5 separate regions of the Mus musculus genome follow, and regions 2, 3, 4 and 5 are each linked to region 1. Evidence: chromatin contacts called from public promoter capture Hi-C data. All regions are on one chromosome and are shown on one strand. Each heading gives the region's core, a stretch centred on a gene start, on an enhancer-like site or on the middle of the called end of the contact. The rest is flanking DNA. Distances are from core to core; before and after follow the strand shown.

Region 1 (2,700 bases), core at 121-2,620:
AACGGGTAGGGCAGGACCCCCTTAATCTCCTTTCCCCTCCCACCCCCAGCCCCACCTGTGTCATCTAACCAAGTCTCCTTGGTCTGTGTTAAGAGCCAGCCTGACCCCTAGCTAGGTTGCTCACGATGGGTAAGTTAGTGAGAAAAGGAAATAAATAAAAACCAAAAAAACAAACAAACAAACAAAAAAAAACAAAAAAGAAAGAAAATAAAAGAACCCAAAAAACCAATTAAACAAAATAACTTAATTAAAACAAGAAAAACACGAACCAAATAAATAAACCCAACAAAGAAATAAAAAAATAAATTATAAAAATAAAAGATTAAAGAAGAGGTAGAAAATAAAAGAATAAACTAGGAATATGACAAATGTTCCAGGTACCATCTCACACCTGGGATCTTCAGTTCAGCCAATCGCACCTCACTGTGTACTGTATCTAGTCAACCGCCGTCCAATCAGAATGAGCCCTCCCTGCTAGGCGCTGTGCAATTGGTGGGGGGTTGGGTTGGCAAAAAAGGTGGGCGCACGGCGTGGTAGTCAGCGTGGCACTGCCAGAGTCCTCCCAGGGGCGCAGGGGGGGCGGGAGGGAATCGTGTGGGGGGACGCTGCCCAGTTTCCAAGATGTCAAAACAGTTCACTGGCGATGGCCAGCCTCAGCGAGGGGCAGAGGGGGGAATGGGGGCAGAGCATCAGTCCTGGCCCTGTAGGGCATCATCTTGCAGTCCCTGATGAATGAGCAAGCGGCCTGTGAGCGGCAGGAATGCTCCTTGCCTTTCTTTCATGAGGCAGGCAGGACCCTATGTCCACCAGTGACAAGCTGCAGCAGTGCCACTAGCCAACACTTGGGATCCAGGTGACAACTCCAAAGTCCCTTCCTCCTCTGAGTGTAACTGGGGAGAGGTCCTGTCACCGAGCAGGATCATGGAGCCTCTGATGAAGGTAGCCCGGGGGTGGCAGTAGTCAATTTCCCCAGGACCTGGTACACATTCAGCAGCAAGCTCAGAGTATGTCTTCCGGTTTGTCGTTGGCACCTCCTCAGGGACTGCAGCTGAGACAGTGGTTCCGGTTGGGTGGGTGAGTGAGTCCCTGCCTCCAGGGATGGAGGAGAAGCTGAAGCGACCGACACGATGCTGCCCTTCACCATGGACAGCAGGGACCAAAGGAAAGTCCATCTGAAGAGCAAGTGGTGACACGCGGGCTGGGCTGCCATCAGCTTTAAGCCCCTGGGTACAGACCCCCAGACTTCTCTGCAGGGTTTCTAGTCAACAAAGCTTAGGCCACCGGCCCCACTCAAGTGTTTACAGCTCGGCACTGTCGTCATAAACATCTGACTCTCTTAGGTTTCTTGGTCCCTAGATGGGGATCCCAACAGTCTGTAGCAAACAAGGCAACCCACAGTCTCTGACAGGTAAGGGCATGTGGGCAGGCACCCCAGCACTGGCACAACTCTTCTTGGGGTGTCCCGAGTAGGGCGATGATTCAAGTCCACCCCTTTCCAAATGCTTCTTGTTCTCAGTACAAGTCTCTCCAGAACAGTGCTCGTCTCAGCCCCGATGTAAGCAAGAAGGGAGGCGGGGCCCATCACAGACGCCCACAGACACGCCCCTCTGGCCAAGACACCGGGAGCACACTCGGCTCTGATTGGGCGGCTCGGTAGCAGCGGGTGGGTCCAGAGGTAGAGGCGGCATCAGCGATTGGCCAGTTGGGCAGGGTTATATTTTACGGGCGGATTACCGTACATGAGGTACTTGGACAAAGTTTTACGGGGAAGAAGGACCTTGTAATAAATAATATTCTGCACATCAAATCACTTTCACCGGCCCCCACCCCCGCAACACACACCAGAGAAAGGCTACACACACAACAGCCCCTCCCACCCTGTAATAATACCACTCCCAAACCCAGCTAATTCTATTTCTTTAAGGGTCAAGAAGACCTCGCTGGCTCCAATGGGGGAAGCCTCTTGAACTGGGTATAGGAAAAAGTGGTAATATTTGTGCCAACAAAACAAAACAAAACCTAAGAGGGCCTTGTGGTTCACCCCTTGGATTTCTAAGAAGCTACACTTCCGTAATTAGACCACTGGGGGGCAGAAGAGCAACAAAAATTCCTCAGCATGGCTGACTCGGTAAGAGACCCAAAGCCCCACTAGGTGGCGACAAGTGCCATTAAGCTTTTAAAAAGGAGGGAAAGCTCAAGGAGTTAGCTTCACAGAAGCTTCAGCAGCAAGAAAGCTGCACTTGGGTTTTTTGGTTTTTCTCTCTCTCTCCTCTCTCTCTCCCTCGCCTCCCTCTCCCCCCTCTCTCTCTAAAAAAAAGGGCCATTAACAGACTTCCAAATTAGGAGCCTGGTCTATATCACTGCTTCATGTAGGGAAAGGAAATCAAAGACCTTGTCTGTTATCACAAGGGGCATCCCTTGCTAAACCAGCGAATTCTCCCTTGCCCTATCCTGATCCAAGGATAGCCTTATCCCCTTTAGGTCATCCCACTGTGTAAGAGGGATGGCTGAGATGGTCTATTCTCCCTAGGCCCACGCTCGGCCCACCCTCCCCAACAGGTGGCTTGGCTAGTTACCTCTTTCTTTTCCTCTTCTTCAGCACCACCCTCTGGGCGCTCATCATTGCTGACTTGGTCTGCAACAGGCAGAGGAGGCTCAGGCACCTCATTTTCAGGTCTGTTTTCACTGGTGTCCATGGTC
Region 2 (2,700 bases), core at 129-2,628, 2.4 Mb before region 1:
CATGAGGAATTCATACTCTATATAAATATTTTTACTTTAAGGTGCTATATGAAATACCTGTTCTGAATACCTATTACCTCAACAAAAATCAAAAAGATATTTTTTTGGAAAAAAAAAATCACTGTCAACTTTTTTTTTCTCTCAGAACAATAAGAATGTAATTTCAATGAGTAAGAAACTAAAAAACAGGCTGAGTATAGTGGTGCATATCTAATCCCAGCATTTAGGACGATCAAGTCAAAATCATGGTCAGGTTACCCAGGAAGCTTAAAGCCAGTCTCGGCGCAAAAACAAACTTATTACGAAAGTCCGTGAGGCTGGGAGTGGTGGCGCACGCCTTTAATCCCAGCACTTGGGAGGCAGAGGCAGGCGGATTTCTGATTTTTGAAGCCAGCCTGTCCTACAGAGTGAGTTCCAGGACAGCCAGGGCCACACAGAGAGAAACCCTGTCCCGAGGGGGTGGGGGGGGGAGAGTCTAATGCAGGAGGATCTCTGGGAGTTTGTGTCCAGTGTGGGTTATATAATGAATCTGAGGCTATTTGCTCCTAAAAGAAGAGAAGGTGAAGAGATTAGAGGAGGTGTCTGTGCAGGAAGAACTGCAATGTCCGTACATTGGCTTTTACCTCTCCAGACTTAAAAGAATCCTATGTTGGTGTTTATGTTGAAAAACATGTGAAGCTGGTAGTTAATAACAAAATACAGATGAGATGTTTAATAAGCAGTCATGTTTCCGTGGGATTTTTCCATAAACATACAAGTTGCATTGGAAGAAAAAAAAATCCTACGGCAACTAGTATCTTACATCCATCTCTAAAGTTACCTTTCAATCATTTATCCTCCACTTACCAGCTTTTATCATTTTTCATATACCATGATTTCAGACCAAGGTAGCGAGAAGTAACTTTTTTTGGTTTTTCAAGACAGGGTTTCTCTGTGTAGCCCTGGATGTCCTGGAACTCACTTTGTAGACCAGGCTGGCCTCGAACTCTGAAATCCACCTGCCTCCCGAGTGCTGGGATTAAAGGCGCGAGCTACCACGCCCGGCCGAGAAGTAACTTTTTATTTAGAATACTGAGACTGTAACTTTCTCCTTTAGCAGTTCTGGCAGCTAGCTTTTAGCTGTTCTGGAACGAGGGGATAGCTTACCTATTGTGAGGTCGTGCACGGGCTGGAACCGCTTGTCGGTAAACTGAAGGAGGAGACATGACTTCCCCACACCTGCGAAAGAACGGTGTTCACTAGACGCACGTCACCCGGGAAGCCGCTGGCTCCCAGACAGGGAACAGGGTCTAAGGCAGGGGCAGAGCCCCGCCCCCGGGGCTCGCCCCGCCCCCTCCGCGCAACTCCGCTCACCCCGCCCCGCCCCCAAGCCGATTTTGGAGGTAGGATCCCCGCCCCAACTCCGAAGGCGGTCCGTCGGCGGGTTACCTGTGTCTCCGATGATGATGTACTTGAAGAGATAAGCGTAAGTCATGGTCCCGAGGCGTCTGTGTTCCGGGTCCTCCCGATTTCTACAGCCACTTACCTCCGACCTCTCTAGCCACTCAATCTACGGGTCTCCTTATTTGCCTCCGCTCCAGCCCTTCTAGCTCAAGCTGCGTCTCTATTGCTCTCCCCCAGAAATCTTCGCTGGATCGGCTGTACCGGACGCCGCCTCTAGGGCCACCCAGTGCTCTTCTACATGCCATTATCCCACCAAGCTCCAGGGGGCGACAGCGACCCTTCGGGCAGCTGGGATCGAGACTGGTTGCGTCCCTGACTCGGTCCAATCATCGGAGAGCGACGCTTTCTCCTTGAGGAAGTGACGCGCTCGGAACCTAGTGGGGGCGGTGGGAGCGATGCGGACGCGGAGACGCTGAGTCGCTGGTAGTGGTGCTGTGAAGATGGAGGTGGGTGCCGAGTCTTTGAGGGCTGATGAGGGTTCGCGGCCGACTAGGGGAAGCGGAAGCGGGAATGCAGGGCAGCGAGGAGCCAGGGGGGCTCGGGAGGGCTGGGGTCTCAGCACGCCACTGCTCCGCTCACTCACCCACCGCGGCTTTCTTTTGGTTTACAGTTTCCCGGAGGAAATGACAATTACCTGACGATCACTGGGCCCTCGCACCCTTTCCTGTCAGGAGCCGAGGTGAGCAAAAGCTGCTGATGCTGGGGCGCCGGAGGGCCTAGGCAGCGGTTAGGGAAGGACGGTGGGGGTGAGCGCGGGGGCTGGCGGGAGCTGGAGGGGACAGTGGCCGAGGCTTCGAGCTCCTCTAAGGACTGTGGAGGGGGTGGGGGTGGGGGAGAACCGAAAGCGGCTGTCATGAGGAAACCAGGATGTTGAAGAGACGGCTTGTTTGAGGAGTTTCTGTTCTGAATAGGAAGAACGAAAGGAATTGTTCTTTGGTTGGGGGTGAAATAACTAACAATCTTGGGAGACAGCAAGAAAGAAAAAAAATTTTTTCAGTAAAGAAATCGAGATAAAGAAAGTTGTTTATCCAGCAGGGAATAACTTCGGACAGTTGTTATTTCTTGAATTCTATAGGGGGCTCTTTTATTTGAAATGTCTTTTCTGATAAAAGTGGTTCATCCTACTGATGTGGCATCTGTTTGCTTGGCTAAAGAACGACAGAGGGAAAGAAATAGCTGCCAGAGAACATAGAAGGGGGTAGAGTGCACCTGTTTCCCAGTGATCACAGACTGACTATGTCACCTTTGGATTCCAGT
Region 3 (2,700 bases), core at 189-2,688, 2.4 Mb before region 1:
GGAAAAACAAGTTAACAAAAAAAAAAAAAAAAAAAAAAAGAAGAAGAAGTTGCCCACTTCCTGCCCTAAGAAATTGATTACAACTTGTGGAACCTGCAGGGTGACCATAAAAAGATATTTTTAGGCAGAAGACACTCTGTAATCAAAAAGACAATATCCCAGCAGGGGCCAGAGGTGCACGCCTTTAATCCAGGCAGAGGCAGGAAGATCTCAGTGAGTTAGAGGCCAACCTGGTCTACAAATGGAAAGCCAGATATCCTTTCAAAAGAAACAACAGCAACAACATAAGGGAAACATTCAAATTGCAAATCCATGTCCTAGAATCTGATGTGCCCCCCCAAAACGACCTCAGTTGGCACTAAGCCAGTCTCTGAGTTAACAAACTCAGAACAGAGATTCTGTGGACATCGATGTGATGGCAGAATGCAGCAAAATCGCTAAAGCAAGGTCCTCACTCGTGTCTGAGATGTCTCACTGTGTCTATCTTTTGAAAGAAAATTACGTAGCGTTTAAAATCCGACTTCTGGCTCACTTTGCTCACTCACTGCGAAGACTGGTTCACTACATACCTCCTCTGGGAAGCCTTTAACGACGTCAGGACTGCCCCTTAAAGAGGCGCTGCTGCGTATGCACAGCTGCAGCAATGGCAAGCCGACTAGAAACAGGTAAATTAAGACACAAAAAAACCAAAACAAATTTTAAATAATATTCGCCAAGAGGCAGTCCTCCTCTAGTGAAGAGTTTACATAATGTGTCAGAAAACCAAAGAGCTCTGCAGACCTGTCAAGGAAGACACAAGACTTGTGCTGTTCGTTTCCTCGTCACCTCTACTTTGCAACAGCCCCGCAGAAATTGGGAACATAATAAATCCGAACACGTTCACCTCAGGCTTCCCTACCCACATTTACTAAAAACATTAAAGATAAGAGAGGAGAGGGAAAAAGAATCCAGCCAAAACAAACTAAAACCCTGGCCTCGCACTTCTGACTCCAACGTATGGAGTAACCTAACCGAGCAGGGGAGTTTTTCTTCTTGGGAAAGGAGGAAGAAGAAAAAGGCAACTGTCTCGAATGTGCGCCTCGCCCAGCAGTGCCATGACAAGCTCCAAAACTCCACGCTGGCCCTAGCAGCTCCCTCGCGGCCCGTCCCAGCACGGCCCCGCGGCCCGTCCGGTCCCCAGCGCCTGCCTCTCACAAAGGAGAGTGGTTCAGCCCCGAGCATCCCGCACCTGATCACCGCTCGGCGCTGCACCCGCATGGGTGCGAGCGAGCGAGCAAGCGAGGACGTTGTTACCCCACCCACTACCCGCCCAGGCTCCGACGAGGCTTGGTGGAGCCGCGCGTGCCGCAGGCTTACCTGAGCCAGTCCTGCGGCTTCCTTCCCTGGGCAAGAGTTGCAACCCACCGTCCGGGAGAACAAGGCGCCTTCCGGCGGAGCACGGCCAGCCCTCGCCGCAAGCAAGCTTGCTAGTCCTCCATGCGCCTGGGCCCGCCCACCGCCCTCCATCTACCAATGGCGTGGCCGGAGCCGGGCGCCATCCAGGAAGTCTCCGAAGGCTGGGAGGGCCTGAGGCTGGGAAGGGTACGTAGGCAACCGCAGATATGCCTGCTTGGAAATCGGAGCGGGCGGCGGGCTGGCAGGCCAGGCCTCTGACCCCCGCCGCTGGGGGCGCTGCAAACCCGGACAGCACCTGCTACCTGTCTCGGGAGGCCATCTTGGGTCGACTGGCTTGGTGATCTCCCACGATTACGTATAGGAATGTGAAGGCCTTTTTGGAGTTCTGTTGGTCCGTTTTGGTCCAGCCCCTACATGCCCTCCTCTCATGTACTCAGGATGCCTGTCAGTCATGGGGAGGAACTCTGGAAAAACGTTGAACAAGACTGGAAACAAGCCCCACCACCTCTTAAACGTAGGAATGATGCTGGTTTATCAAAGAAGCCAACGATCAGTTTTTCTGAATGCCACTTCTAGGGTGATCCTTGACAAGCAGGATTATCAACACATAATCGACACGGGTTTTATAGCCATTCTACTTGCTTATCTATGCACGTTTCAGATTTTCCAGTATTAGAGTTTTGTTTGTTTTTTTGAGACAGGGTCTCAATATATCAGGCTGGCGTTAAACACAGAGATATGGTATTTGAGGCATGAGCTACCACGCCCTAGACCAGTGTTCCGATTTTAGCAACCCAAAATTCTGAGTCATTTAGTAATATCGGGAGTGAGGAATTTCACTTAAAAAGCAAAGGACCTTAAATTTACCAATAGTTCCAATTACTACGCACGAATACACACTGGGAAACAAGACTTATCAGAGGTACACTGACGGAGTCATTTATTCTGGAAAGAAGCAAAATTTCACCATAGGTCAAACTACACTGAGAAAGGTGTTCCTGCATTTTCTAAAGTTCTGCCGACTACATTTCCATACAAGAAGGGTTTTTTGGTTGTTGTTTGTTTGTTTAAATACCAGTATTAGAAAACTCGAGGAAGCCGGGCGTGGTGGTGCAGGCTTTTAATCCCAGCTCTCGAGAAGCAGAGGCAGGCGGATTTCTGATTTCGAAGCCAGCCTGGTCTACAAAGTGAGTTCCAGGACAGCCTGGGCTACACAGAGAAACCCTGTCTTGAACCAACCCCCCCCCCCCAAACAAACAAACAAACCTGAAGGAAGCTTGAGCAACACAGCAAAACCTGCAAAAT
Region 4 (2,700 bases), core at 186-2,685, 2.5 Mb before region 1:
GTAATTTCAGTTCTAGGGTATCCCACGCCCTCTTCTGGCCTTCGCAGGCAATGCATGCAGGGTATACACAAACATACATGAATGCAAAATACCCATAAATATTAAAAAAAAAAAAAAGCTTTAAAAGTTTATTATTTCAGGGCTGGCTGTAGAAACGGGGGCTTTTGATTATCATCATTGCATACATCATAACACAGTGACAGTAAATATTCCCTGGATAGGGATATAGCTTAATGGTAAAACACAGAGGTGGTGGTAGGGCCAATCCTCAGGACCAAACAATATAATTTTGTGATAGAGACCACTAAGTCATCTAAAAAAAATTAGCCAATAAAGTGAAAAACCCTATATTATTTTCAGCACGCAATGCATCTTGCTTAAAAGATACATAGGCTTTTTTCTGATGAGGCAGGAAAAACAACCGACTTCAGTAAAGGTTCAATTTTATTTACTAAATGACGAGCCGATTGATACAGTCTCACTATGAAGCACAGGCAGGCTTGAAACTAGTCATTTTCCTGCCTCAGCCTCAGAAATCATGGGATTACATGCAGGAGCCAAGAATGGAGAGGACCAATCAGTATAAGATAGTTTACAAAGCTGAAACCGGAGTTGGTATTTTTTCAGAGCATTTTCGGCTTTCTTTTTTATCAGTTCTATTTCCCCTCACTCACAAGGTTCAGAGCCCAGACGATAGACCGTTCAGACAGTATGAAATCAATCAAACACTTGTGAAGTTAACAAGTTAACTAGCAAAAAAGTAAGTTTGAAATTATGATTATAAAACAGGGAAACTGCCCAATCTTTGGAGAAGCCCTGGAACTTCCACAGCGTTTTCCTCAACACGTGCCCCCGGTATGCTGCCGACATGGGAAACCGGCTTTGAGGCGTCCCATCAATTAATTCTTAGGAGAGCCCGCAGGTTCCCAGCGCTGGGTCTGTGACCCACGCAGGGCCTAAGGAGAAGCAGCGGGGCGCGGGAGCAGCATTTCTCAACTCCAGCAGAGGCCGGGGAGCGGGGAGCGCCAAGAGCTCCGGGCACAGCTTTCGCGCCCCTTTCCCGCAAACGGTAATTGTGGCGGGACCTGGGCGGGCCGCTGTGGCCGCGGGGCGGGCCAGGCGCGTGCGGACCCCGCAGGCGCAGCACGGCGCGGCGAGCCGGACGCTGCCGGGGCAGGCGGGAGCGCGGCGGAGCCGGAGGTTTCTGGCTGAGGGGGAAAAGGGCGCCGGGAAGCAGGCTATTATGGGATGTGGGGCTCCCGGGGGCGCGGGGCTCCTTACCCGCCAGTTACTGTACAATCTCTTCACTCGCCGGTAGTACGCGTCTTTGTCCAGAGTCACAGCCATTGCCCTGGACGCCGCTTCCCGTCGGGCTCCGAGAATCACGCGAGGTCCCAGCTCCGCCACCCGCGCTCGGCCCGGAATCCCGCACTCTCTGTGACCCGGAAGTACCGACCGCCCGGTATCCCCTTCCGCTTCCGGGTCCCTAGAGCGTCGAAGATTTAAAAAGCGAAAAAACCAAACCCACCGCTCGTTCCGTAGGGTGGCGGGAGGAAGGGCAACCGAGGACGCAAAAGTGAAGTCAACAGACCGAGGTGCAGCGCGGGCTCGCGGGCTCTGGAAGCTCTCTCCGGCGCCAGAGGCTCCCGTCACGTGACCCGCCCACTTTCCGAGCTCCGGGCGCTCTGGGCGGCGGGCAGAGGGAGGGGAGCAGAAAGAGCGGGACCCGCGTGCAGCCAGGCGCAGGAGTGAGTCCTCTGCCCCAGGGCAGGCCAGTGACCGCCCCGGGGAAGGCACTCTCAACCAAACACTGCACCCCAGAGGGACGGAGCCCACCTTCGCGAATAAGCTGCGCGGTGGGCAGCAGAGTAGGAAGGAAAGGTTCTGTTTTCCTTTAAGAGATGGGCCGGTAGGGTGGAAGGAAACAAATGGCTCGGAGTGGCTCCTAAACTTTGTAGTTCTTTCCAGCCTCGCGAAGACCCAAGTTGTGAAGGCACCCTTTTTGTCAGCGTGTACTTTTGCTGTATTTCATGAAAAGCCACATTATTCTCTGGCTTTCCCCAAGAATAGTTATCCTGACTAATTGAAAAAAAAAATATGGCTCTTGAAATTAATCCTCGTTTAAGAATGTGAAGTACAATTCAAAATATTTTACCTCTTTATCTTGTATCATTTCCTTGGCTTTAACAAACGGGATAACCCGCCATTATATATGCCTATTGAGGACTACAAATGGCTTTTCTATTAGTTGCAACAGTATTGAACTGTAGGAGAATGGTGTTTAAATTACGCAGCAAAAAACAGTACTTATATTGTGTTTAAGGAAACAGAACATAGGAAGAATGGAAAAGGATTAACTTAAATTTATTAATGCCAAGGGGAAGGAAGGTAACAGTTCCTGACCCTCCAGCTGTAGCCACAGTTTGGCCAGGAACAGGCTCTGCCAGAGGCTAGGGCCAGCGCTACATAGTCTGTGGTTAATGGAGGCGTCTGGGGAGGGGTGAGCACACCAGCTGCTCTAAGCTCCTTTGCTTCCCCAGAAACGAGGAAGTGGTCATTTATTATTTTTTTTTTTTAGGAGTTCCCCTGCCCACCCAATCCTCTCAAAATTGGGAGCAATTGGGTACAAGTTTTTTGTTTTTTTTTGTTTTTTGTTTTTTTCTTTTTCTTTTCACCTCCTGAAGTCTTGGGTTTCCCCAT
Region 5 (2,700 bases), core at 33-2,532, 2.3 Mb before region 1:
TGTAACAAGATCTGACTCCCTCTTCTGGAGTGTCTGAGGACAGCTACAGTGTACTTACATATAATAAATAAATAAATCTTTTAAAAAAAAAAGTGCTGGGATTACAGGCATGAGCCACCATGAAGGGTTTTTCTCCCTGCTTTTTCTTCTAATCTTCTTTGATTCTCACATAGATTTTTAAGCTCCTTTAAGGTAACAGCAGTGTCTTCTTTTTGCCGAAACCCATGAGTAGTGTAGATATGCAATAAATGTTCACAAATTACGGTGAGACTGAATTTCACCAAGGTCTGCTGTTGTGAGCTGTGAATACTGCAAAGCACTGACATGCTACCCACACATGTAGTATGGATTCGGTATTCTCGCAGAGCTTTGCAACTGGTTTACCTTAAATAATTGAGCTTGTGCTGGAGAAGGCTATTAGGGTAGTACTCTTTTAAGTGCCTTCAATTTTTCTAACTTTGTCATACAAGGGGGAGGGGGAAAATGTTTAAAGACCAAAATCAAGTGTTTTCAGATTCTTGCTACGTTTGTAAACACTTGCACTACTCATTCATTAAGGTCCTAGTGAGAAGGTCCTAGTGAGGACCCTGTTGTGGCTGCTAAACCGGGCTCTGGGGATAGATATACAGAAGCAATCCTTGCTCCCCGCCCACATGGGAAAGAAAAGACAGTGACAAAGCAAACGTTACAACTAAGGTAAAACAGGCACAGAAGCAACAAAACGGGTTTTGCTGGCTCTCGGAATAAGGTACTGAGAGGCTTCACGGACGCAACATTCTCCTAGACAGGACTGGAATGGGACCCAAGGAGAGGAGTGGACCCATGTTGGTGTGGTGTTACGCTTGAAAAACCGACGCCCGGGAGGAGGCACTGCAAGCTTTCCCGCAGGTGGGCATGCGTTTCAGCTACTCGGGAAAGATGGGGTAACCAACAATCGAGGAGTCCAATAAAGGGCTGCTCCGGAAAGGGCGCAGAGCCCGGGGCTGTCTTCCTCTCCAGGAGTCTCTCGCCCCGCCCAGGCCCGCCCCGACCACCCCGCACCTCACCCAAGTGCCCAGAGTCCTGCTTCCGTCGCCGCTGCAATCTCTCGCGAAGCGAGTCCAGCTGTTTCTTATGGGCCTGGATAGAGCTCCACGTGTCCGACATCCTAGCTCCCAGCGCGGACTCGGCTCGAATCAGGCGCGGCGGACTAGCACCTCCCCAGCCTAGAACTAAGAAACATCTAATTCTCACGAGGACGCCCGAAGGCCAGCCGGATAGAGCCAAGATGAAAAGCCACTTCCGGTTGGCGAACCAGCCGGACGTAATCCTCACGGTAGTTCTCTCTCGTGTTTCCGGGAGCGCTGAGGCTGTGTTTGCCATGTTGGTAGCTGGCAGACCCGCCATGTTGTTTCTTTAAGTCGTTAGTGACAACGCATTTAAAATAGCAGGGCTAGAACAAGTGTGAGTGTTTGACGGGTGGGTGTATGCGTGGAGAGATGGATGGACGGGAAGGAGTGAACAGACTGTTAGTCTGGTTGATTGTATATTCTGGTCCTTGCACATACGGTCAAGCACTGTATCATAGATTTCTGCCCTTAAGGCCCCAGATTTTCTAAGTTAAATATTATCTTCCTTCCTTCCTTCCTTCCTCCCTCCCTCCCTCCCTCCCTCCCTCCCTCCCTCCCTCCCTCCCTCCCTCCCTCCCTCCCTCCTTCTTTCTTTCTTTCTTTCTTTCTTTCTTTCTTTCTTTCTTTCTTTCTTTCTTTCTTTCTTTCTTTCTTTCTATACAAAGTGTGTGAAAGGAGAGTGGAGTTTCACTATGTGGTTCTGCAACTCACAATCCTCCTGCCTCAATATCCGAGTTCTGGGAATTCAGGCATATTCTAAGACAAACATCTTAATTAGGGAACCATCTTTTTCAGCGTGAGGGAGCACTCTTTAAAAATGTTCAGGATGAGTGGAGAGATGTCTCGGCAGGTAAGAGCACTCAGTGCTCTCCCAGAGGTCCTGAGTTCAATTCCCAGCAACCACATGGTTACTCATATCCATCTGTAATTGGGATCCGTTGCCCTTTTCTGGTGTGCCTGAAGACGGCTACAGTGTACTCATATACATATAATAAATTTGTTCTTTTTTTTTTTTTTAAAAGAAAATGTGCAAGAAATGGGGAGGTAGCTCAGTAAAGTGTTTGCTGTGAAAGCATGAGATTCTGAGATTCCCAGAACCCACATAAATTTAAGGCAAAGCTGTGTGGGGTGGCAGACATTGTTTTAGCTTAATTTAGAAAAAGGTTTATTTTTGTGTTTGAATATTTGTATATGTGTGTTTGTACACACACACACACACACACACACACACATACCTGGCTCCCCTGGAGACCAGAAGACGGAGTCATCTTCGTGAACTAGAGTTACAGGCAATTGTGATGTACAATGTGGGTGCTAGGGTTTGAACCTGAGTTCAATTCTGTAATAATAAATTGTGCTCTTTACCACTGAGCCTTATCTCCAGCCCATGACTAGGCAGTTGTTATCTCAGTGTTGGAAAGGCAGAGAACAGTAGATCTCCTGGGCTGGCTATCAAACCTATCCAGAAACAAAAACTAAAGTAAAATTATTTCTATTATTGCACTGAATGGTCTTATGTACAGTAGTTTGATTACAAAAACTAATAAAATAGTCCCTAAATAATGAAAAGTTAAGGGGCTGGAGAGATGAC

Evidence for each region. Promoter capture Hi-C pulls out the DNA fragments that hold promoters and counts their contacts. Capture Hi-C pulls out chosen DNA fragments and counts their contacts.
Region 2: a contact with region 1 is called in a promoter capture Hi-C map of liver, with 4 times the contacts expected there. The contact joins the promoter of Tox4 here to the promoter of 4930579G18Rik in region 1. A contact is called at or near these places in 6 of 39 promoter capture datasets (cranial neural crest, hippocampal neurons, liver and 2 more).
Region 3: a promoter capture Hi-C map of liver shows a contact between it and region 1, with 3 times the contacts expected there. The contact joins the promoter of Chd8 here to the promoter of 4930579G18Rik in region 1. A contact is called at or near these places in 1 of 39 promoter capture datasets (hippocampal neurons), 1 of 115 datasets of contacts at active chromatin or transcription factors (embryonic stem cells) and 1 of 9 other capture datasets (liver).
Region 4: a contact with region 1 is called in a promoter capture Hi-C map of pre-B cells, with 4 times the contacts expected there. The contact joins the promoter of Supt16 here to the promoter of 4930579G18Rik in region 1. A contact is called at or near these places in 5 of 39 promoter capture datasets (the 3T3-L1 cell line, cranial neural crest, frontonasal cranial neural crest and 2 more), 1 of 484 Hi-C or Micro-C datasets (CD4 T cells) and 1 of 9 other capture datasets (adipose tissue).
Region 5: a promoter capture Hi-C map of pre-B cells shows a contact between it and region 1, with 2.8 times the contacts expected there. The contact joins the promoter of Mettl3 here to the promoter of 4930579G18Rik in region 1. A contact is called at or near these places in 4 of 39 promoter capture datasets (cranial neural crest, hippocampal neurons, liver and 1 more) and 2 of 115 datasets of contacts at active chromatin or transcription factors (astrocytes and embryonic midbrain).

What each region holds. Positions count from the first base shown.
Region 1 is chr14:54,649,141-54,651,840 of GRCm38.p6, forward strand. It overlaps 4930579G18Rik (RIKEN cDNA 4930579G18 gene), which reads left to right and starts at 1,371. Exons shown (of 6, transcript NR_038053.1): 1 at 1,371-1,408; 2 at 1,925-2,128; 3 at 2,600-2,674. Acin1 (apoptotic chromatin condensation inducer 1) reads right to left here. Exons shown (of 19, transcript NM_023190.3): 9 at 2,577-2,700.
Region 2 is chr14:52,277,768-52,280,467 of GRCm38.p6, forward strand. Tox4 (TOX high mobility group box family member 4) reads left to right here and starts at 1,379. Exons shown (of 10, transcript NM_023434.3): 1 at 1,379-1,465; 2 at 1,621-1,889; 3 at 2,054-2,122. The coding sequence starts at 1,884. It overlaps Rab2b (RAB2B, member RAS oncogene family), which reads right to left and starts at 1,628. Exons shown (of 8, transcript NM_172601.3): 1 at 1,429-1,628; 2 at 1,147-1,218. The coding sequence starts at 1,474.
Region 3 is chr14:52,256,322-52,259,021 of GRCm38.p6, forward strand. Chd8 (chromodomain helicase DNA binding protein 8) reads right to left here and starts at 1,439. Exons shown (of 38, transcript NM_201637.3): 1 at 1,357-1,439.
Region 4 is chr14:52,195,804-52,198,503 of GRCm38.p6, forward strand. It overlaps Supt16 (SPT16, facilitates chromatin remodeling subunit), which reads right to left and starts at 1,436. Exons shown (of 26, transcript NM_033618.3): 1 at 1,282-1,436. The coding sequence starts at 1,347. It overlaps Chd8 (chromodomain helicase DNA binding protein 8), which reads right to left. Exons shown (of 38, transcript NM_201637.3): 38 at 2,348-2,700.
Region 5 is chr14:52,303,842-52,306,541 of GRCm38.p6, forward strand. It overlaps Mettl3 (methyltransferase like 3), which reads right to left and starts at 1,283. Exons shown (of 11, transcript NM_019721.2): 1 at 1,047-1,283. The coding sequence starts at 1,146.